Linked DNA regions of Mus musculus: all the other regions are linked to region 1. Evidence: chromatin contacts called from public HiChIP or PLAC-seq, capture Hi-C and promoter capture Hi-C data. All regions are on one chromosome and are shown on one strand. The core of a region is the stretch at or near the end of the contact, and the rest is flanking DNA. Distances in the headings are between cores, read along the strand shown.

The links. Promoter capture Hi-C pulls out the DNA fragments that hold promoters and counts their contacts. HiChIP or PLAC-seq counts read pairs in DNA pulled down with a chosen protein or histone mark. Capture Hi-C pulls out chosen DNA fragments and counts their contacts.
Region 2: a contact with region 1 is called in an H3K4me3 HiChIP or PLAC-seq map of bone marrow-derived macrophages, with 5 times the contacts expected there. The contact joins the enhancer-like site here to the promoter of Mrpl35 in region 1. A contact is called at or near these places in 2 of 39 promoter capture datasets (the HPC-7 cell line and embryonic stem cells), 3 of 115 datasets of contacts at active chromatin or transcription factors (bone marrow-derived macrophages, extraembryonic endoderm stem cells and pancreatic cancer cells) and 1 of 9 other capture datasets (adipose tissue).
Region 3: a promoter capture Hi-C map of adipose tissue shows a contact between it and region 1, with 3 times the contacts expected there. The contact joins the promoter of Tgoln1 here to the promoter of Mrpl35 in region 1. A contact is called at or near these places in 7 of 39 promoter capture datasets (erythroid cells, hematopoietic stem and progenitor cells, hippocampal neurons and 3 more), 5 of 484 Hi-C or Micro-C datasets (CD4 T cells, effector CD8 T cells, muscle stem cells and 2 more), 4 of 115 datasets of contacts at active chromatin or transcription factors (bone marrow-derived macrophages, effector CD8 T cells, pancreatic cancer cells and 1 more) and 3 of 9 other capture datasets (adipose tissue, liver and macrophages).
Region 4: a capture Hi-C map of macrophages shows a contact between it and region 1, with 5 times the contacts expected there. The contact joins the promoter of Rpl34-ps1 here to the promoter of Mrpl35 in region 1. A contact is called at or near these places in 1 of 39 promoter capture datasets (the SN4741 cell line) and 2 of 9 other capture datasets (liver and macrophages).
Region 5: a promoter capture Hi-C map of liver shows a contact between it and region 1, with 6 times the contacts expected there. The contact joins the promoter of Thnsl2 here to the promoter of Mrpl35 in region 1. A contact is called at or near these places in 15 of 39 promoter capture datasets (the 3T3-L1 cell line, the HPC-7 cell line, HPC-7-derived erythroid cells and 9 more), 1 of 15 datasets of contacts at CTCF or cohesin (embryonic stem cells), 1 of 484 Hi-C or Micro-C datasets (liver), 17 of 115 datasets of contacts at active chromatin or transcription factors (T-cell acute lymphoblastic leukemia, astrocytes, embryonic forebrain and 10 more) and 3 of 9 other capture datasets (adipose tissue, liver and macrophages).
Region 6: a contact with region 1 is called in an H3K4me3 HiChIP or PLAC-seq map of the SCID.adh cell line, with 9 times the contacts expected there. The contact joins the enhancer-like site here to the promoter of Mrpl35 in region 1. A contact is called at or near these places in 6 of 39 promoter capture datasets (HPC-7-derived erythroid cells, embryonic stem cells, hippocampal neurons and 2 more), 1 of 484 Hi-C or Micro-C datasets (B cells), 16 of 115 datasets of contacts at active chromatin or transcription factors (the SCID.adh cell line, T-cell acute lymphoblastic leukemia, astrocytes and 9 more) and 2 of 9 other capture datasets (adipose tissue and embryonic stem cells).
Region 7: a promoter capture Hi-C map of liver shows a contact between it and region 1, with 4 times the contacts expected there. The contact joins the enhancer-like site here to the promoter of Mrpl35 in region 1. A contact is called at or near these places in 7 of 39 promoter capture datasets (the HPC-7 cell line, HPC-7-derived erythroid cells, embryonic stem cells and 2 more), 3 of 115 datasets of contacts at active chromatin or transcription factors (bone marrow-derived macrophages, cardiomyocytes and embryonic stem cells) and 1 of 9 other capture datasets (macrophages).

The regions. Positions count from the first base shown.
Region 1 is chr6:71,822,322-71,825,133 of GRCm38.p6, reverse strand. It overlaps Mrpl35 (mitochondrial ribosomal protein L35), which reads left to right and starts at 1,350. Exons shown (of 4, transcript NM_025430.3): 1 at 1,350-1,418. The coding sequence starts at 1,376.
Region 2 is chr6:70,823,271-70,826,082 of GRCm38.p6, reverse strand. No RefSeq gene overlaps it. Among named protein-coding and RNA genes, the nearest start is that of Gm30331, 9.9 kb to the right of the region's middle. Within about 2 kb of position 1,447, at least 344 of the 459 cell types and tissues checked have an H3K27ac peak or open chromatin away from gene starts, as enhancers often do. A contact at or near this core is called in adipose tissue, bone marrow-derived macrophages, embryonic stem cells and 2 more, where this site is marked.
Region 3 is chr6:72,615,577-72,618,388 of GRCm38.p6, reverse strand. Tgoln1 (trans-golgi network protein) reads left to right here and starts at 1,389. Exons shown (of 4, transcript NM_009443.3): 1 at 1,389-1,712; 2 at 1,940-2,812. The coding sequence starts at 1,667.
Region 4 is chr6:71,123,147-71,125,958 of GRCm38.p6, reverse strand. It overlaps Rpl34-ps1 (ribosomal protein L34, pseudogene 1), which reads right to left and starts at 1,370. Exons shown (of 1, transcript NM_001199350.1): 1 at 958-1,370. The coding sequence starts at 1,349. The coding sequence ends at 996.
Region 5 is chr6:71,142,951-71,145,762 of GRCm38.p6, reverse strand. Thnsl2 (threonine synthase-like 2 (bacterial)) reads left to right here and starts at 1,383. Exons shown (of 9, transcript NM_001033929.2): 1 at 1,383-1,472.
Region 6 is chr6:71,163,361-71,166,172 of GRCm38.p6, reverse strand. No RefSeq gene overlaps it. Among named protein-coding and RNA genes, the nearest start is that of Gm38827, 11 kb to the right of the region's middle. Within about 2 kb of position 1,437, at least 18 of the 459 cell types and tissues checked have an H3K27ac peak or open chromatin away from gene starts, as enhancers often do. A contact at or near this core is called in the SCID.adh cell line and T-cell acute lymphoblastic leukemia, where this site is marked.
Region 7 is chr6:71,234,082-71,236,893 of GRCm38.p6, reverse strand. It overlaps Smyd1 (SET and MYND domain containing 1), which reads left to right. Exons shown (of 10, transcript NM_001160127.1): 5 at 1,513-1,551. Among named protein-coding and RNA genes, the nearest start is that of Smyd1, 27 kb to the left of the region's middle. Within about 2 kb of position 1,408, at least 28 of the 459 cell types and tissues checked have an H3K27ac peak or open chromatin away from gene starts, as enhancers often do. A contact at or near this core is called in bone marrow-derived macrophages, embryonic stem cells, liver and 1 more, where this site is marked.

The DNA of each region.
Region 1 (2,812 bases), core at 101-2,600:
ATGCAGCAAAACAATAAATAAATAAATAAATAAATAAATACAAAAGTGTTCATGAGCCAAGGATTTCAGACATTTTCTAGAAACTGGAAAAAAGCAAGAGAAAGGACTTCTCTTCTAGAGCTTCCAGAAGAATCACAGCCTTAGTATAACTTGATTTTTAGTCCTTGGAATTTATCTTAGATTTCTGGCCTACAAAACTCTGATAGTGAATTTATGGCATTTAAGTCACTGAGTTTGTCATAGTTTTTGTAGCAGCAGTAGGAAAAAGACAACTGAGTTTTTTTTTTTCAAGATTTATTTATTATTATATATAAGTACACTGTAATTGTCTTCAGACAGCCCCAGAAGAGGGCATCAGATTTCATTACAGATGATTGTAAGCAACCATGTGGTTGCTGGGATTTGAACTCAGGACCTTCGGAAGAGCAGTCAGTGCTCTTAAAAGTTGAGCCATCTCTCCAGCCCCCTATTTTTCCCAATTTTAAGTTTTAGTATAACAAATACCAGTAGATATAACCATATAAGTTAAAGCTCTTTGAATTTTCAATAATTTTCTGAGGTCTTCAAGCCTCAACCTGCTATGGAGCTGTTACCCTAGGTGTAGCCACCACTACTAGTTCCTCAATAGAGTGTAAGAGTCCTGAAGCCAAAAATTGAACCGCCACTCTCTAAATGAGATTTGTGGGGTGTTTGTTTTTCTTGTTATTTTGGACTTTTCTCTTCCCTTTTCACCTTAATTTTTGCTTTTTTATTTTCGTTTTAAGTGTCTTTACACAATCCATGCTGGCTCAGCAGCAGAGCCTGTAATCCTTGTTATCATATCTATACTGGCAGTAAGGTCACTTGGAGTACAGGAGTCCCAAGTCACCTTCGGGATCTTGGAAGACCTTGTCTCAAAAATGGGGAAGTTGAGTTGGGGTATAGGGGAGGAGTGTAGCTCTCACTTTTAATCCCAGCAGCGGGTCTCTGTGAGTTCGAGGCCAGCTTAGGTCTATAGAGCTAGTTCCAGGTCAACCAGGGCTACATACATAAATCTAAAACAAAACAAAACAAAACAAAACACACAACAACAAACAAACAAACAAAACCCCCAAAACCTGTCTCAAACAAAACAAAAGCAAACAAACAAAAGTTTAGACAGTACCAACTCCTGCAAGTTTTTCTCTAACCCCCATAAGCACGCAGGGTCGTGCGCGAACCCAAACATAAAGGCAAAATAAGTAATTAAGAAGACGGTGGTTTAGGGCAGAAAGGCAAGGTTCAAAGAGCTCAACCTTGGCCACGCCTGTTCCCTTTAGTTCCGCCTCCTCCACGTTTCTTATCCTTTTGCTTTGTAACTTTGAGTCCACTGCGGCCACCGTAGGCAGGCTGCAAGATGGCGGCTTCCATCTTCACGGGCGCCGTGAGAGCTGCCTCAGGTCAGTGTTCTATTGACAGCTTCACTGAGAAGAGGGTCGGCGCGGGAGGGAGTGGGAATTTAGTTTGGATGTTAACGAGGAAAGAAAAACAAGATGACTTGAGGTCGGAGGTTTGCTGCGCGATACCTTGCACAGTGTAGTGCCCATGACCCGCGTTCACTGGATCCACCCTGCCCTAGGAAGCACACCCGAGACTGAGGTAGAGGAGGTGAGGGTGACACCCAAAAGTCCGCTTTTTTAAAAAATCTGATTTAGAGGTTCAACCACCTCTCTCAACTTTGACCTTGAGAGTCATATAATTTCTCTGAGTATTTTGGTTCTCTAGCGGTAAAATGGGGCTTCCTCCTACCTGTGGGTTAAACAAGTGTGTAAAGCATCGAGTATCTGGTCTCCTTGAGAACCGTGTGTAATTACCAGGAGCCTGGTCAAATTCGTTTTGAAGTACACCCCTCTGATGGTAGCGGGGCGGGCTTTAGGAGTGAAGGCAGAACCAGATAGGAAATTAAAAGTACTCAAGTATGATAGGGGTGATCAGTAAGCGACTTGCACACAACTTATACTGTAGAGATAACATTTGTGGAAAAATAGGCAGAGGACCAAGAGGGAAAAAAGTAACCATATAAAATTTCCAGGTATTAGAGCTTAAAAATGGAACTTTTGTGAGTTATGAAATGTGTATATAAAAAGTTTATATTAGGGGACATACGTGTAACTAACACCAGTTCAAGCCAAGCCCCTTTCCACCCCGTGCATTGCCCCGGTCATTATTCCCATAGCCACTTGAGCAACTATACCTTCATCTCTCAAAAGCATATTTTGTCTAGTTTTGAACTTTACATTAATTTATATACAATATGTCTAGTGTAATGTCTGGTTTTTATTTACTCCAGTGTGTGTGTGTGTGAACCCTTTTGATTTCTGACTGCTGTATCTTCTTTTCTTTTTTAAGATTTAAAAATTTTATTTATGTAAGTACACTGTCGCTCTCTTCAGACACACCTGAAGATCCCATTACAGGTGGTTGTGAGCCACTATGTAGTTGCTGGGAATTGAATTCAGGACCTTTGGAAGAGCAGTTGGTGCTTTTAACTGCTAAGCCATCTCTCTAACCCTCTTCCTACTCTTCTTCCTCCTCCTCTACCACCACTACCACCACCATCACAACCTTTAAATTCTTTTTTTTTTTTTTTTTAATGAGACAAGGCCTCATTATGGAGCCCAGTCTGGTCTTAAACTCTCAGTCCTCCTTAGCTTCCACATGCTGAGATTTTAGGTGCTTGGACTCCCAAACCTGCTTTTCTTCAGCACATCTTTATCTGGTGTTAGCATTGTTTCGATGTTTTCTTCAAGCTTAGGCCTCTTAATCATTTTAGTATATTATCTCATGTAATCCT
Region 2 (2,812 bases), core at 198-2,697, 1.0 Mb after region 1:
TTTATTTATTTTTATTTTCTCTCTTTGTGTGTGTGCGCCCGAGTGCAGGTGTGTGTACTGTATGCATGCCATGCCTGAAGAGGCCAGAAGCAACAGATCCCCAGGAAATGGAGTTGTAAATAGTTGTGAGCCTTCATGTGGGTGCTGGGAATCAAACCCAGGTCTTCTCTCTCGAAGAGCAGCCAGGGCTCCGCTGCTCCAGCTCTCCAGCCCCGAGTCATCATGGGCACCACCCTCAGACAAGAATAAGAGAATTATCTCCCACAAGAGTGAATTGTTACAGAAGTCTCAGCCTGAACCCCTGAGTACCGTCTGGCCTTCTGGCTCTCATCTGACATTGTGATCTCACCCGCTTGCATGCTTTCCTACCAGCATAATAGCCTTTGGGGAACTGAACAGGCACTAATGTCACACCCGTGAACAGAAATTCCCCAGAGAGAGGAATGGACCTAGCTTTTGGGTTATGGGTATATTTTGAAGGGGGCAGGGCTTGGTCACAGTCCTCTCATGACCACATACAGAAGGTAGAAGAGGGGTATCTTCCTATAGAGAAACAGTGGGAGGATGACTATGTCAAATACCAGGGCTGAAGAAATGGCTCAGTGGTTAAGAGCACTGGCTGCTCTTCCAGGGAACCTGGGCTCAATATATATATATATATATATATAATGATATATATGGTATATATTATATGGTGTTTCTTTTAAAAGAAAATGACAATCTACACACACACACACACACACACACACACACACACACACACACACACACACACACATACCCAGGCTGACTATAGCTGTTGGTTTCCTTGAACTTCTGATCTTTATGCTTCCACCTCCTGAGAGCTGGGATTACAGCCTGCACCATCACACCTGGTTTATGTGGTACGAGGGATCAAACCTCTCTTTGCGTCAGAGTTGTCTTGTGGCATAGCCCACATCCTGTTTCAGGAAGATGAACAGGTAGATGACATGGGGGCTCCAGGTCCTCAGCTACCACCTGTCACTTAGTATACACTTATTAAACATTCGATGCTGTAAATGACAGTTAAATAAATGCATGACTAACATGAACGGTATTTGCCTGGACTTGTTCTGAAATGAGGATCCGGGGCCTCCACCCTTCTCTAACACTGAGTATAGAGTCTCCAGGAAAAAACAGTATGGTCAGTCCCCACACTCAGCACCTCGGCGACAACCACGATCAGAGAGAAAACTGAACTGACGCAGACAACCTCTGTCCTGTGTAGAGAAACACAGGCCGTACTTTGCACTGATCTTGTTCACATATCCCCACACCTTGCTGTGGTTATCAGTCTGCAGCTCCTGGGTTCCCGTTGCCGCTGCAAAGGCGACTTTCTGCTGGCTCAGAAGCAGGAACTGTGCGCTGCTCATCCATTCTGATTGGCTGAGGAGCTGCGTTCTCCGCACGGTGACAGTCACCTGACCCTGAAGCTCCGCTTCTGTCCTATTCATCTGACCTAGCCTGAGTTGTGTTTTTCTGGAATGCCTGAGGCGGGGCTGTGGCTGTTGTTCCTGGGTGGGGCTAGAGAACTCTGCATTATTTTCTAGTTTATCCAAAGGGGGACTAGCAGAGCTGGGACAGTGAGATCCCAGAGGCTGAAGGTGGTATATGCCCCCTCCCCCTGGCCACTTCCTTGATCCTCACCTCTCTTCCGCTAGTTTGGAGGTTGGGAACCGCTGTTTAGTAGGAAAACTCTACCTTTAGACCTGAAAAGACGGGTATTTTCATACACAACACTGGCCTCCCACATTCCTGACAACAGGGAATGCTTTCCTGGTACCACGGGAGCTGCTCGGCCAGGCAGGCAGATGTCAAAGGAAGATGTCAAAGGCAGGTGAGGGTTCCTTGGTGGGAGAGAAAAATCTCTCTGGGACGAGGCCAGTGGAGGAGCGACTGCTGGTATTCACAGCTAATAAAGCTCCCCACCAACCCTGCCCACTTCATTCTACGCAAGCTTTTGGCTGTTTCTCAGTGTGTGTTGAGGGTGTGGGACTCCCATTTTTCTGCTTTGGTCCTTTCCCATCTCCACCTCTCCAGTGCTAGAATTACAGGTGTGTGCCGCCATGCCTGGTTAACGGGGTGCTGGGAATTGAACCCAAGGTTTCAGGCCTGTTAGGCAAGCACTCTGTCAACTGAGCTACAGCTTTAGCCTCTTTTTGAGGTTGTTGCCGTTTGTTTATAATTTTTCTTTGGTGGCTGAAGGAGAACTCTATAACTGCTTTTCTGTATAACATATAATTAACCAAATTTGGCATATAATTAACCAAAACCAGAAAGAAACTTCAGGAAAAGTCCTTTAGATGTCTTAGTGTAGGATAAGCTTTTACCACTGTCAGACTCTCAGTGAACTGAACAGGTCTAATTATTTCATTTTAGCATTTTCTTTTAGAGATTTATTTGTTTATTATTATATGTAAGTACACTGTAGCTGTCCTCAGACACTCCAGAAGAGGGAGTCAGATCTTATTAAGGGTGGTTTTGAGCCACCAGGTGGTTGCTGGGATTTGAACTCAGGACCTTCAGAAGAACAGTCAGTGCTCTTAACCGCTGAGCCATCTCACCAGCAAACCTCTTTTTTAGCATTCTGACAGCACTTTGTCATACACACCAAAACAGGATGTCTGGACAGAAAGTGTTTAGTGCCACAGCAAAGCCACTAACGCTTTCTGTTAGTGAAAGACTGACCTGGGCCCCAGACCCAGCAAATTTGCTGCAACCAAACGGAGACTGTGGGAGATCCAGCTGGAGAGAGGGAAGGGTCACAGCGGGGACTCTCAGACTAAAGTCT
Region 3 (2,812 bases), core at 140-2,639, 790 kb before region 1:
TTGTGGGCTCCAGGAATGGAATGTGGGTCCTCCGGAAGAGTAGTCAGTGTTCTTAAGCACTGAACCATCTCCCTAGACACTAAAGATGTCTGTTGCTGTTGTTTTTCAAGACAGAGTTTCTCTGTGTAACCCTGGCTATCCTGGAACTCACTCTGTAGATCAGGCTGGCCTGATTCAGAGATTTGCCTGCCTCTGCCTCCTGTGTGCTGGGACTAATGTTGTGTCCCACCATCACCTGGCTCTCTAAAAAAAGTTTTTTTAAGTATATTTCTTTTAAAATTCTATTTTGTTGTTTGCATTATAAGAATGTGTTGCTTGGGCTGGAGTGATAACTCAGCAGTTAAGAGCACCACTGACTGCTCTTCCAGAGGTACTGAGCTCAAATCCCAGCAACCATATGGTGGCTCACAATCATCTGTAACAAGACCTGATTCCCTCTTCCAGTGTCTGGTGACAGCTACAGTGTACTCACATATAATAAATAAAATAAACCTTAAAAAAAAAAAAAAGAATGTGTTGCTTGTGTGGTGTGGTGGTGCATGTCTTTAACCCCAGCACTCAAGAGGCAGAGGTAGGTGGATCTCTGTGATTGCAAGGCTAGCCTGGTCTACAGAGCGAGTTCTGTTAAACAGAAGAACCCTGTCTTGGAAAGAAAAAGAATATATATGTGGTGAATGAGACAAGAGTGTTTGTCTAGTGTGCATAGAACCACGATTTGATTGCTAGTACCACATAAATTGGAGACACAAGCCAGTAGTCCAGTAGGAAGATCAGAAACTCAAGGTCTTCCTGTTTGAGTAACAAAGTACCTTACTTCCTGGATTGGAGAGATGGCTCAGGGCTTGTTGCTCTCCCACAGGAACAGAGTTCAGTTTCCAACACCCACAGAGTTTGAAACGCTTGAAGCTCTAGCTCTAGGGCATCTGATGCCCTCATCTAGCCTCCAAGAGCACCTACACACAGGTGGCAGACACACATACACAAATAAAAATAGTAAATCTTTGATATTTTATTTCTTAAATAAATAAATAGCCCAACAGGGGCGTGGTGAGGCACCTGTAATCCCAAACACTCAGGAGGCAGCAGGTGCCCACATAGCAATATGGTTTCAAACACATAGAAATTCAGAAGAACAAACAAGAAATCAAAAACCTTGGTAAATTCAGAGGGCCCTGGATACAGCCAAGAAAGGGATTAGGATCAGGATGAAATGTGTTTGCTTCTAGATGGGCAAGTGCTGAAGAGAGTACATTTGTTTGTGAAGTGAGAAAGCAGCATCGGCAACGGAGAGGTTGGAAACACGAGCAGAGGATGCGACAAAGAGGCGCCCGGCCCCACGACCCTACATCATAAGCAGCGAAGGCGACGCAGCACCTGCCGGTCGCAACAGCTTCCGAAAAACGAGGCCAAGTGAACAAGAACGAGATCGCCGAGCCCCGCAGACTGCTGAGAAACAGAAGGGACTTGGGGGGGAATAAAGAGCTGGACTTGACTTCCGGCACTCTACCGGAACACACAGACAACGGCTGCTGTCGCCCGGTAGCCCCACCCCTAAGGCGGGGCTGCGCCGGAAGAGAAACAGTCCGCCGGAAAGGGAGGGGCCACGCTCGGGAAAATCTCGTGCGCCGCTCTCACGTCATCAGAGGGCGGAAGCGCAGACTGCAGGATGCGGTTCCAGGTTGCGTTGCTCCTGCTGAGTGTCGCGGTGGCGAGTAAGGACCCCCACCCCAGCCCAGCTCACTCTCCCCTTTAGGTTCCCCATTCCTCACCTTGGTGGGTCGCTACGGGAGCCGGCGTCTTTCTTGTCTGGCCCGACCCTGCTCTAGCCATCTCCGCTTTCCCATTCGGCCATCCCCGCTAGGCTCTCAGAAGTCAAGCCCGCTTCTCTTCTTCCGAGGACTTACTGTTTTTTGTTTTTTGTTTTTTCTGTTTGTTTCAGGAGCTCTGCCGTCCGTTTATAAGAGAGACGCCGACTCAGGTGACTCTCAGAATCCTCCGAATCAGCCTTCCAAACAGTCCTCCACTCCCCTGCCTTCTTCTAACCAGGTAAAGACTACAAGGCCGACCGACGGTCAGGGGCAGAAGTCAGATAAAAAAGACCAGGACAAGACGACTTTGGCAGCAGTTTCCAGTAAGGCGGAATCTGGGCCGCGGACCGCCGCGACCGATCACAGTTTGGGTGATTCCAGAAGGCAGCCCGAGAAAACGGATGCCGAGTTGAACGAAACTGCGCGGCCCCTCTCACCAGTCAACCCCAAACTGGAAAAGTCTGATCAGAGCTCCACAGAAGATTCAGGCAAGCCCACAGGAGGTAATTCTGGCAAGCCCACAGGAGGTGATTCTGGCAAGCCCACAGAAGCTGGTTCGAATAAGGCCACAGAAGATGATTCTGGCAAGTCCACGAAAGTTGATTTGGACAAGCCCACCTCCAAAATCTCCCCAGATACGGAGACTTCGAAGACTGACAAAGTCCAGCCAACTGAAAAAGGACAAAAACCAACACTTACTTCCAAAACTGAATCTGGGGAAACACTGGCAGGGGACTCTGACTTCTCTTTAAAGCCAGAGAAAGGAGATAAGTCTTCAGAGCCTACTGAAGACGTGGAAACCAAGGAGATTGAAGAGGGTGACACAGAGCCGGAAGAAGGCTCACCACTTGAAGAAGAGAATGAAAAGGTGCCGGGCCCTTCCTCCAGTGAGAACCAAGAGGGGACACTTACAGACTCTATGAAGAATGAGAAGGATGATCTTTATAAGGACAGTTCTGGAAACACCAGTGCAGAGAGCAGCCACTTCTTTGCATATCTAGTGA
Region 4 (2,812 bases), core at 121-2,620, 700 kb after region 1:
TACAGAAATTAATTCATGGGATCCGGATGGCAGTGTGACAAGTCCATTTTACAAAGGAGCCAACTGGGATTCTGGGAGATGATGGCTTTGAGTTCTGTGTGAAGTGTTCATTGAAGCTACTCTGGAGAGCCAGTGGGGTTCCCTTGGGTTTCCAGCCTCCTCCTAGTCTCCACTCCTCTTTGCCCCCCTTTTCTTTATCCCTGGTCCCCCTCACCTGTCTTTGCTTTGTGTGAGAACCTGGCTGTGCTTTCCTAGACGGCCCACCTCCTAATAGTCCCACCCTCTAAAGGCCAGGCATTGAAACACATGCATGTGTGGGGGCCTTGTAACAGGTGCAGTGTCAAGATTTAAAGCAGAGCTTGGCTGCTAGGCCACCTGTTGAGGGTCACTTCTCCCTCATCTCTTATCTTCCTATTGTCTCTGATCCAAGGCTCACTCCTCATCAGGGATCATGTTGCTTGTAAAACCGATTCAGCTTAAGTATCTCTGGTTCAGACCCCAGCAGCGTGTAAGCAACCCTGCAAGCAAAGGTGAGCACTCTCTGGCTCCCTTGGGGAAAAGAAGCCTTCCAAATCCACTGGAAAGCCTGGCAATAATTCTCCCAGCCAGCAGAGGGCAGCAGAACACATCCAAAGTCCTTGCTTTAAAGTAGGTGGGGCTGGCCAATCCAACCACACTCCTGTCATTGCTCATGGGCAAACCACCTGTCTGACTTTATTTTCTGAAGTCTGGGGACCCTGAAGGTTTGAGGGTTGAACTTAGTACCTTGCACATGCTAGGCAGGTGCTCTACTACTGAGTCATATCTAGGCTTGTCCCAGAGGACAACCTCAGGTGCTGTTCAGCAGGCTCTGCCCTGTTTTATTTTATTTTTTTTAGACAGGCTCTTTCATTGTTCTGGAGCTTTCTTTTTTTTTTTTTTTTTTTTTTTTTTTTTTTTTTTTTTTTTTTTTTTAGATCAAGTCTTGATTTTTATTACTTAAAAAATGTGCATATCTATTTTGCTTTCTGACTCTGTGCTTGTGCCTTCAACACTTTCACAACGATTTTCTGCTCCTCAATAAGGAAAGCCCGCTTGATCCTGTCACGGACACACTTGGCACACATGGAGCCGCCATAGGCCCTGCTGACGTGCTTCTGTGTCTTAGACAGTCTCATAAGGACTTTGGGCCGCACAGCACGAACCCCTCGAAGTCTGCCTGGGCACACGCCACATGCGGATTTAGGTGCTTTCCCAACCTTCTTGGTGTAGAGGTAAACAATCCTGTTGCCAGGGGTTCGAGACAGCCTAGTTTTGTTAGAGGCTGTGTTGTAGGAAAGCCTACGGCGGTATGTCAAACGCTGGACCATCCTGAGTGCCTCTGAGCACCGTCCCCGGAAGAGTTCTGGAGCTTTCTAAGCAGCAAAGCTGGTTAGTCAGCAAGTCCTGGATTCCATAAAAAATAACTTAAAAATTTAAAAAAATGTATTGCATCTTATTATTGGTGCCTCTCTCTCTCCTTTTAAAAGTTCACATATGCCTCGTGTGTGTGTGTGTGTGTGTGTGTGTGTGTGTGTGCCCTCGCGTGCGTCCGTCTGTCTGTCTGTCTGTCTGTCTGTCTGTGATTTCTGAGAGAGCAATAGTAGCTGGAGATGGGGAGACCCAGTAAGCAAGCCCATGTCTGTGCAAAGGCCAGAGGAGGAGTCAGGTGTCCCATTCTGTGACTCTCCATCATATTCCCTTGAGGCAGCATCTCTCATTGAACCTGGAGCTAGGCTAGCAGGGAGCAAGCCACAACCATCAATCACCTGTCTCCACCACCAGAGAGCTGGTGTAAAACTTCTTACTGACACGCTTCCGTACTGCTTCAACTAGGAAAAGCAGACGTAAACACAGAATCAAGAAAGTCAAAATAACCTTGTCACTGTGTAACACGCATGTGCTGGTACCAAGACTGTGGTGGACTCCAGCAGTGTCCTCCCGGCACATGATCATTGTGGGTGTCTATTGATAAGCTTTTCTTCCATTTGTGCTGCAGGAACACCCTAGTCACAGCAGCTGGGAGGTCATTTCCCTTCTCTCAGAGCCAGCTTAGCCCAGTGCCTCAGCCTCCTGTGTGACAGAGTTTCTGGCTGGTGATTGTGGATTCAGATATAAATGCAGACACTGAAATTATGCAGTGACTTGATTTTTAAGTCATTCAGATGGATCTAGAAAATTATTTGAAAAAAATAGTGTACAAACTCACACACATGAAATGCATTGCTGCTGGAGAAGTGTGTGTGTGTGTGGTGTGGTGTGTGGTGTGTGTGTGTGTGTGTTTAGGCCAGAGAACAACCTCCTGTGTTGTTCCTCAGGTGCTGTCATTTTTTATTTATTTATTTTTTTTGACACAGTATCTCATTGACCTGGAGCTGGTTGGTCAGCAAGTCCTAGATTCCTGGATTCCCTTTTGAGAAATCTCTCTCTCAGTCCTTACTTCTTATAGGTGAGCAAGTTGAGTCTCAGACAGGACCTCTGCCTTAGCCTTAGTACACAGATCATCAGGGTGGGGCAAATGAGATCCAGTGTGCACAGCCATTTCTCCTGATAAGACCCTCAGTCAGTCAGAACAGACTTGGTTCTGGAGAAGGAGCCTGGGTATGGATTCTTGAGGGAACAGTCATGGTAGTGTGGGGACTTCCCTGGAGGTATCTAGTCACCAGCTTCCAAATCTGAGGAAATGAGAGAGTACTGGTGTGCACAGCCCCTGGGAAAAGCCGACGACCCTACCACTCTACATTCAGATTAAGTGCAGGTTGTCTCAACTCCATGGCCTTCCATTCCTATGGTT
Region 5 (2,812 bases), core at 134-2,633, 680 kb after region 1:
TGTCCTTGGATGCGATTTCTTTGGGAACACTGTAACAAACACTGCTGACTTTTGTGAGTCCCAGTTTTCCTGGCTTCTGAATGGTTAAATGCACCTCATGGAAAGTACAGAAACACGTTGGAGAAGGTCCATGGCTGACCTGTATCCCTCAATAGGTTGGTGCCTCTGACCTCTGTCAACTCTATGGCAAGTCCCTGGCCCATTTTGTACTCAGAAGGCCTATCCCATATCCTGAGCAGGGACAGTCTCTCAGTGCCTTCTACCAGGAGACTGAGCTGGCTACTCAGGGGCAGCTTCACACACTGTTGCCTAGTGGATGGCCTGTGTAGGGGAGGACTAGACGGCAGGCAACTTGAATAAGCACAGGCCTCAGGAGGAGGAAGGAGACAGGCAAAGACCAGGCCAAGGCCAGGGCTAAGAATAAATCTTAGACTGTACTTGTCTGGTCCATCTTCAAACCTATGTTTATCTTGGAGCGTGAATGTAAATCCTGGGACATTTGATCATGTTTGGAGAAAAAAATACCCCAAATTCTTGCTTTTTTCCCTCCCTGAAAAATAAATTAGGGCCTGAGACTGCAGCTCCACTGGTAAGGTGCTTGCCGAGCCCACACAAAGTTCTGCTTCGATTCCCAGCATAAGCCGTTGGTAACACAAGTCTGTAATGTCAGCACTCAGGAGATGGAGATGGAAGATCGGGACTTCAAGATCATCCTTTACTGTATAACCAGCTTCCATGAAGAAGGGGGGAGAACATAGAGAAAAGGAAGGGGAGGGGGAAACTGAGTCAGACTTACGCTTCTATAGATAGTATTGTTCTATTAAGAATTTTTTAGCTAAATGATGCACCCATCTGGTGGATTTTAGCACAGGCTCTTGGATTTATGTAAACCAGAATCCTGAAAGCCAAAGGATGGAATGGTGGAAGGCTAAGTCCTTCTTCCCACATTGCCCTCTGATTTCTCATCTAAAAACAAAACAAAGCTTTTAATCCCAGCACTCGGTGGAGGAGTTAGGAAAGGGATGTGCAAAGACAGGCAGATCTCTTTGTGAGTTCAAGGCCAGCCTGCTCTACATACAATCTCCTGAGTGGCCAGAGCTACATAGAGACAGGTCTCTCAATAAGTAAACAAACAAATAAAAACAGAACAAAATGTCACCGTCTTTTATTCTATCGAGTCTCAGCGAAGATCATGAGTCTAAAAGAGAATCCAGAGTCTGAAAGGCACTCATTGAACACAAAGGCTAGTGTTCCGGTGTCTGCCTTGTCCCCCACCCGACCCCCCTACTCCTGTCTTCCAAGCTCTGTCTTCTACCCCTCCCCGAAGTCCCTTCTCCACTCCCCCTCCTCCGCCCTCTGTAGGAGCTCCTCCCCAGCTTTGGCTTTAAACTCAGAACCTCCGGCTCAGGGAAGTCAGAGCTGTGCGCGTCGCCCACTGGACTCGGGTCTCCAGGCAGCTCCGCGCCCCTACGGTAACCTCGCCCAGTTCTCTGCTGCGTGCCCCCCACCCCGCGCTCTCCACGGTGACACGTCAGATTTCTGGCTGCTGTCCTGGTCCCGTAGCTCAGCTTGGCTTCCGGGCCACCGTTTTAAAGCCAGCTGGGGCCTTAGGATGGCAGCAGCCCCAATAGCCCTAGCAGCCCGCGCGGGTGGAGGATTTCTCATGTTTTTCTCCTGCAGCCAGGGTTCGGCAGTGTGGGAGTAACCCGGAAACTCAGGACAGTGCGCTGTGTTCAGAGGGTAGGGATGGGGTCTTAGGGTTCGGCGAGCTCGCCAGCGGGTGTACACCGCCCGCCCTCCCAGGCCTTGCTTTAAACTCCAATCCAGGAGTAGTGATCTACCACTAGGGGCGAGACTCCATGCCTCCCCACCTCCGCTACCGCCGCGCCGAATCCCGCCCCAAAGGCGGGATTACTGTTATTATTTATCGTGGTTATTGCCCTGTCTCCGCTCTGGAATAAAATCCAGAAACGTTCCAAAAAGTAATTATCACAGTAAAGTACAGCGGAGATCTGAGTCCAGAGCCCTGACACAACAGTCTTAAAAAAAAAAAAAAAAAAAAAGTCGTTAGCTGTTTCTTGTAGCTTTTTCTGCGCTGTCCCTTGAAGTGATCTTTCAGAACCGACCGACAGCCCTTAATCCTGTGAGAAGCTTGGGACTGTTTGCTAATCAAGCCATCTTCTTATTCTGGCACATGCTTAGCTCAAGCCGGGCTTTCTTCACCTCTGTGCCTTGTTCATGTCTTTCTTGGGTTGCAGAATCCCCACCTCAGTGCCCGGGTATCATGTGGTCCATTCTACCGAGGACCAAGGACAGGGCTTTGGAAAAATGTTCCTCATAGCTCCACCTGCTTCTGCCCTGTCCCAGCACCCCCAGCCCTTTGATCAGTAGAACTCCCTGGCTGCATTTCCTTTAGTCAGGTCCAGAATCCTTATGCAGCAAGGATTTCAGGGCAGTTTGCTCTAACGTTGTTCACAGCATTCCAGAACTCCCTGCAGTTACTGAAGGCACTGCTAAGCCTTTGACCTCCTGGCCCTGCTTCTGCCTTCTGAGCAGCTGTGCCTATGTCCCATGTCATGGACTCCTATGTGGGCTGATTCCTGTGTCCCAGATTCCTAACGTCATTTCTGTTTATACCCATTGCCCAGCATTACATTATCCACCCTGGTTCTATTTGATAATATTCTTGGTTTCAGGCATGTCTAATGCATGTGACTGAGAATAGCTATGAATAGGGAGGCCCAAAACAAAATTCTAAGCTTACTTAAAACATTATGTGATTTCATGTATCTCTTGCTCTTATAACTTGATG
Region 6 (2,812 bases), core at 188-2,687, 660 kb after region 1:
AGAGTCTAATGAAGGTGCAGCAATGGGCACACACCTGGTCAGAACATTGGCAGACACACAGGTTCAAGGAGTGGCCAGAGCATTGTGCACCTCTATTTTTCTAAATCAGTGAAGCTAGTTCTGCTAACACTGACGTCTATCTTGCCAATTTCAGGGCTTCTGTGTCCTTTTACATTCTGCGAGGATCTTTCAACACCTTGCATTGAATTAGCCACATTCAGAATCAAGATTTCTTAAGCAGGAGGCTTCCTTTCCTCACAGGCCTGCCTTGGCTGTAACTGGTTAAAAAGACATCAGCTTTGGGCAGGCCTTCCATACTTGGGCCCCTCTTGTTTTCACCTGAAGTCTTTCCTTTGTCAGCCTCTTTTGCTTTCTTTGCTGACTTCTGCCAAAACATCTCACAGCCATGGTCACACTGGCCATTCCAGACCATCATACTGGTGTCCTCGCCGTCAGCTTTCCCTGTAAAAGGAATGGGGGAGATGGCCTGATAATAAGAAATAAGAGCCGGGCGGTGGTGGCGCACGCCTTTAATCCCAGCACTTGGGAGGCAGAGGCAGGAAGATTTCTGAGTTCGAGGCCAGCCTGTTCTACAAAGTGAGTTCCAGGACAGCTTGGGCTACACAGAGAAACCCTGTCTTGAAACAAACAAACAAACAAAAACAACAAAAACACCCCAGAAAGAAAGAAAGAAAGAAAGAAAGAAAGAAAGAAAGAAAGAAAGAAAGAAAGAAAGAAAGAAAGAAAGAAAGAAAGGAAGGAAGGAAGGAAGGAAGGAAGGAAGGAAGAAAGAAAGGAAGAAAGAAAGAAGGAAAAAGAACACTTGGAACTGAGACCCCAGCAACATTTCTTATGTCATGCTAATGTCAGCAGGATGTGTGTCAGGGGGGAGAGTCCAACCTACCCTGTGATTCTAACATAGTCCAACATTTTATAAACTTCAGACTGTCACTGCTTACATTCTATTTAACAACTCAAACCAGGGTATTGGGCAAAAGCACTTTTAAAAGTTAAGAGAAATTTAAGTACAGCTTAATGTGTGTGCTCTTGGAATGAGGCTAAGAGACATAGTTGGTATAGGTTGTTCTTGAGAGGCTGCTCTGTGCACACGAAGCAGTTGCTTCAGGCAAGCGGGGGTAGGGCGGAAGGCTAATACCTCCCCTTGGGCTTATATTCTCTGACTCTGTTTATCCAGATCCCAAACCTAGGTCCTCTTTCTAGAAGCTTTCAGCATGTGATAAGTTGGGGATCTCTACAATAAAAGTATCATTATTTCGATAGTGAGAGCAGGCCATGCACCTCGCCCTGGCATCCAGGTAGAGCTGACCTTGTTGGTGGAGGCATCTGGAAGCTTTTCCTCATGGCCGGAGTGAAGAAGAGGCAGTCTACCCCTTACCAGCTGCCCCAGGCAGGAAAGCTGGCCTCAGGCAGGAAAGCTGGCCCCGCCCCTTGCCTCAGCAAAGAGGAGGAGGTGGCCCTAGTGGCCCAGGCTCAGGAAAACAGGACTGCTGACCAACTCAGCTACCACCCAGGCCCAGATCAGTGCTTTGAGTTGGCCCACACCAACATCTACACCGTCTGCAGTGATCTGAATATGCTTGGCTCTGGGAAGTGTCACTCTTAGGAGATGTGGCCTTGTTGGAATAGGTGAAGTGTGTCACTGTGTAGGCGGGCTTTGAGGGCTCCTAGTGCTCAAGCTCCGCCCAGTGGAGAAAGAGAGCTATAGTTGGTAAACTGTTAAACCTCACTGTGCTCTCAGGAGGTACACGCACGGCTCTGCACCTGCTCAAGAGCTCTGGATTTGAGACTGAAAAGACACACACACACACACACACACACACCCTTTATATTTAATAAGCCTTAACTTGCTCAGTGGTTGGGCACTTCCAAACCTCCCCACAGCTAGCACACACTCCTCTCTAATATTCCTGAGTTAACATTTTCTGAACCTATATTTTATCTTTGCTGCCCTGTTTCCTTCTGGGCTGCCCTCCTATGGGACCGCTTTCCCTTTGCACCTACACTTCCGTCCTCTTACCCTTCTGCTCCTTCGTGGCATGGCCCTTCCTTTGCCCCTCTCATGGAGGAATCCCTTCTTCTCTCCTGGGTGTTTCTTCCCTGGAAACCTTAAAAATCCTGCCTCTGTCCCTCTGCCCAGCCATTGGCCTCTGGATATTTATTGTTCAATCAAAAACCAATTGAGGACAGGGACCCTCAGCGTCTAGACATGGTTCCTGTGTGATGTTGGGAGCTTAATTAAGACAAAGCATTAGAACCAATCCCCAACAGAGAGCCTCCCCTGAGTGCTTGTAGAAGTGAGTCTTCAGATCAAGATGTAGAACTCTTGACTCCTCCAGCACCATGTCTGCCTAGATGCTGCCATGCTCCCCGACATGATGTAATGGAATAGACTGATCCTCAGAAAGCCAGCCCCAATTAAATGTTTTCCTTTGTAAAAGTTGCCTTGGTCATGGTTTCTCTTCACAGCCATGACACCCAAACTACACACCACCTATAAACTGCTCAAGTGCATGAAGGGACCGGTCATACAGATCCAAAGCCACAGGATCTCCAAGACACAGGGCAACAACAGGATATTGGAGAGTCCTGATGAGGATCCAGTATTTATACTGTAGTAGAAGCCAGAAGCCTTTAACCAGACCCCATAACTCATTGCAATGAACATTTGCAAGCAAAGCTGTTTGGGCAAAAGGGCATACTGTGTGGCACACCAGAGCTTCCACAGTGAGCTTCCTTTCCTTTGGTGGGGGAGGTCGCAGTGGCAGATGAGCAGGATCAGGGTGCATGATGT
Region 7 (2,812 bases), core at 159-2,658, 590 kb after region 1:
GGGGGGGGGGGATGAAGCCTGAACAATGTGCTCGGAAAGATGGCTCCTTCCACTGAGCTGTGCCATACAACTGCTCCTGCAAAGAAGTTAGGCACTGCTGGAAATACGGGCTAACAACTTCAACCCCGTTCTCTTCCACTTGGCCAACCTCACCCAGAGGCCAAAGAGCAAAGGAACCCAGGTGACGCAGTCCTCAGGGTTCAGCCCTTTGCCCCCAGAAAGGCACAGATCAAAGACACGTGGGCAGACACTTGGATCTTGGGAGTGGGGCACATGACAGATGAAAGCCAACTTCGAGCCACCCACCAGCAGCTTTCTCCTAAACCTTCCTTGAAGCCAGAGACAGTGGTTTCTGGGTCTCAGCTGAGAACCAGGTTGAAGTGGCCACATAGCCAAGGCTATGAGTTCTTATTTCCTTTCTGTTCCTGACCCCAGTATCTAAAGCAGTTGAGAGAGATGACAAAGATTGGGAAAGCTTATTTTGGACTCTGAGAATAATATTTTCTAGCACATTGTACTCCAGGGTCTAAGCCTCTAGGGACAATTGGCCTAGACCTCATGGAATCTTTTTAGAGGATCTGTTACCCAGGTTTAGCCTGGTTGACTGAGTTAATCACACTTAGCTATGCACAATTCCCAGATGGCCCTTCTGTAAGTGCTGGTGACCCCAGGCCCCTATTCTGACTGTGTAATAATTAATGAACCTAGGGCCCGTGCTTCAGGGCATCTCTGGTGTCTGCTGTAGCTTCTTTGTATCTACTAACTGTGAGTGGTCATGTGTTCCCTGGATCTGTTTGCTTTTGTGCAAGGGAGAAGGTCATTACAGTCACTGCCTATCTGCCTGCGACACTGGAAATCAGCCTGGACATGGTATCAGTGGCCCCATTTTTTTTTTTTTTTTTTTTTTTTTTTTTTTTTTTTTTTTTTTTTTTCGAGACAGGGTTTCTCTTTTAGCTCTGGCTGTCCTAGAACTCACTCTGTAGACCAGGCTGGCCTCAAACTCAGAAATCTGCCTGCCTCTGCCTCCCAAGTGCTGGGATTAAAGGTGTGTGCTACCACTGCCCGGCTCAGTGGCCCCATTTTAACCACAATAAGTACTCTCTACATATGCAATTCAGAACTCTCCCCCAAAGAGAGTCACCAAAAAGGCCGTGCTTATTGATGCACCATGCTAGTCACTGGGACAGGAAAATCATCTCTACATTTTTCTCAGCACTCTCTTCTCAGTTACGTTGTCTTACAACAATCTCACTGTTGTACTCTAAGTGGACACTGAGGACCTGGGAAAGGAGGTCAGTTGTTCAGCAGTGAATCCCTCTGTGACTCCATTTTGTAACCCTGTTCCCAGTGCGCTCTCACTGTTCCGGGCAGCACCCTGGCAGGGGAGCCCAGCTAGCAGGGGTGAGGTTGGTCGTGACTGTCAATGCCCTGATTGCGTGAGCCCACAATGCTGTGCTCTCTTGGGGCTGCAGTGGTATTGACTTCCTCGTGGGTGTCTGTTTTGTCTTTCAGTCATGAGGCAGTGAAATCCATGTTTCACACGCAGATGAGGTGGGTCAGTCTTCTCACATGTCCGTGTTTGTCTGACCCATCTCCCTCACGTGCCTGGCTTCCTGGGGACAGCCTTTCCTGACTGCTTGGCTGCTGTCACGCGTCATGCCCTGTACTGCAGTGTCTTGGCTTCACCGAATGGCGATTTTTCCTGTCGTTGAAGTCACGACTTCCTCCTCGCCTGCCTGCCTCTCACTTGCCTATGTTTTATTTTGTTTGCTGTCTTCCCTCCCTCTCACCCCTTACTTCTCCACTTTTATCTCAGTGTGTGAACCTTCCAGTTATTTCAGCCCCAAAGTACACTGGCTCTTTAAACTCCGCTTGCCACTAACCCGCCAATTCACCGTGTGCTCGTGTGTAGACCCAGCTTCTCACCAATAGCACCCAGAGCTGGGATGTTTTTGCTAAATATGTATTCATTGTGTACTTTTTAACGGATTAAAACTGTGAACATGTGGCTTAGGTAGCATTTTACTTTAAACTTTGTTGTTTTTAAGGAAACAAGAGATAGTTTATTTTGGACTAAACCGTTTTGAGTGACCATGGCCCAGGAACATAGATTTAGGTTGCCCTAAATTCCATGTTCCAACACGGTAGCAGTTTTATGAAGGTCTTGTTTTTATTTTATTTCGATATGACTTCACAGAACAAAGAAAGTCATAAGTCAAGGCAAGTTTAAGATACCTTGATAGGTACATCAGAGAGGCAGGTGCAGCAAGATTGGGAAGAAGCTTTCATTGGGCTCACTGTGTCATCTGCTGACATCAGTAGCTAAGTTAATTGATTCTAGCTAGTTCTGACATAGATGCAGGAAAGGGCCGGCTCTTTTGGAGGGCTAGAACTAGCCTATGATAAGATAACTGGCCTCTGGAACGGCAACATTCAAACCTCCCTGCAGACTGAAATGCTAGCCAGTCAGTCAGCCTCTGCAGACACAGCCTCTTTTCAGGAGTTTCTGTTCACAGCTCTGCTTTCTGGCCAAGCATCACATTTTGTACATGTGTAGGTAACATATTACTTATTAAATATTGTTAGGTCCCTCAGAGCTAGGAAGGCTTATTCATAGGATCTGATATAAGGGAGGCTGAGTAGTGGGCAGGACAGCAGTCTCAGGACAGAGGCAGAGCTGGTAAAGGCCACGGAGGAAGAAACTTCTGGATCATATCAAGCCTATTATCCATCATGATGTGGATCTGAATTTTTTTTAACACTGTGTCTGACTTAACACTTACATGTGACCTAGGATGACAAATCTAATCCC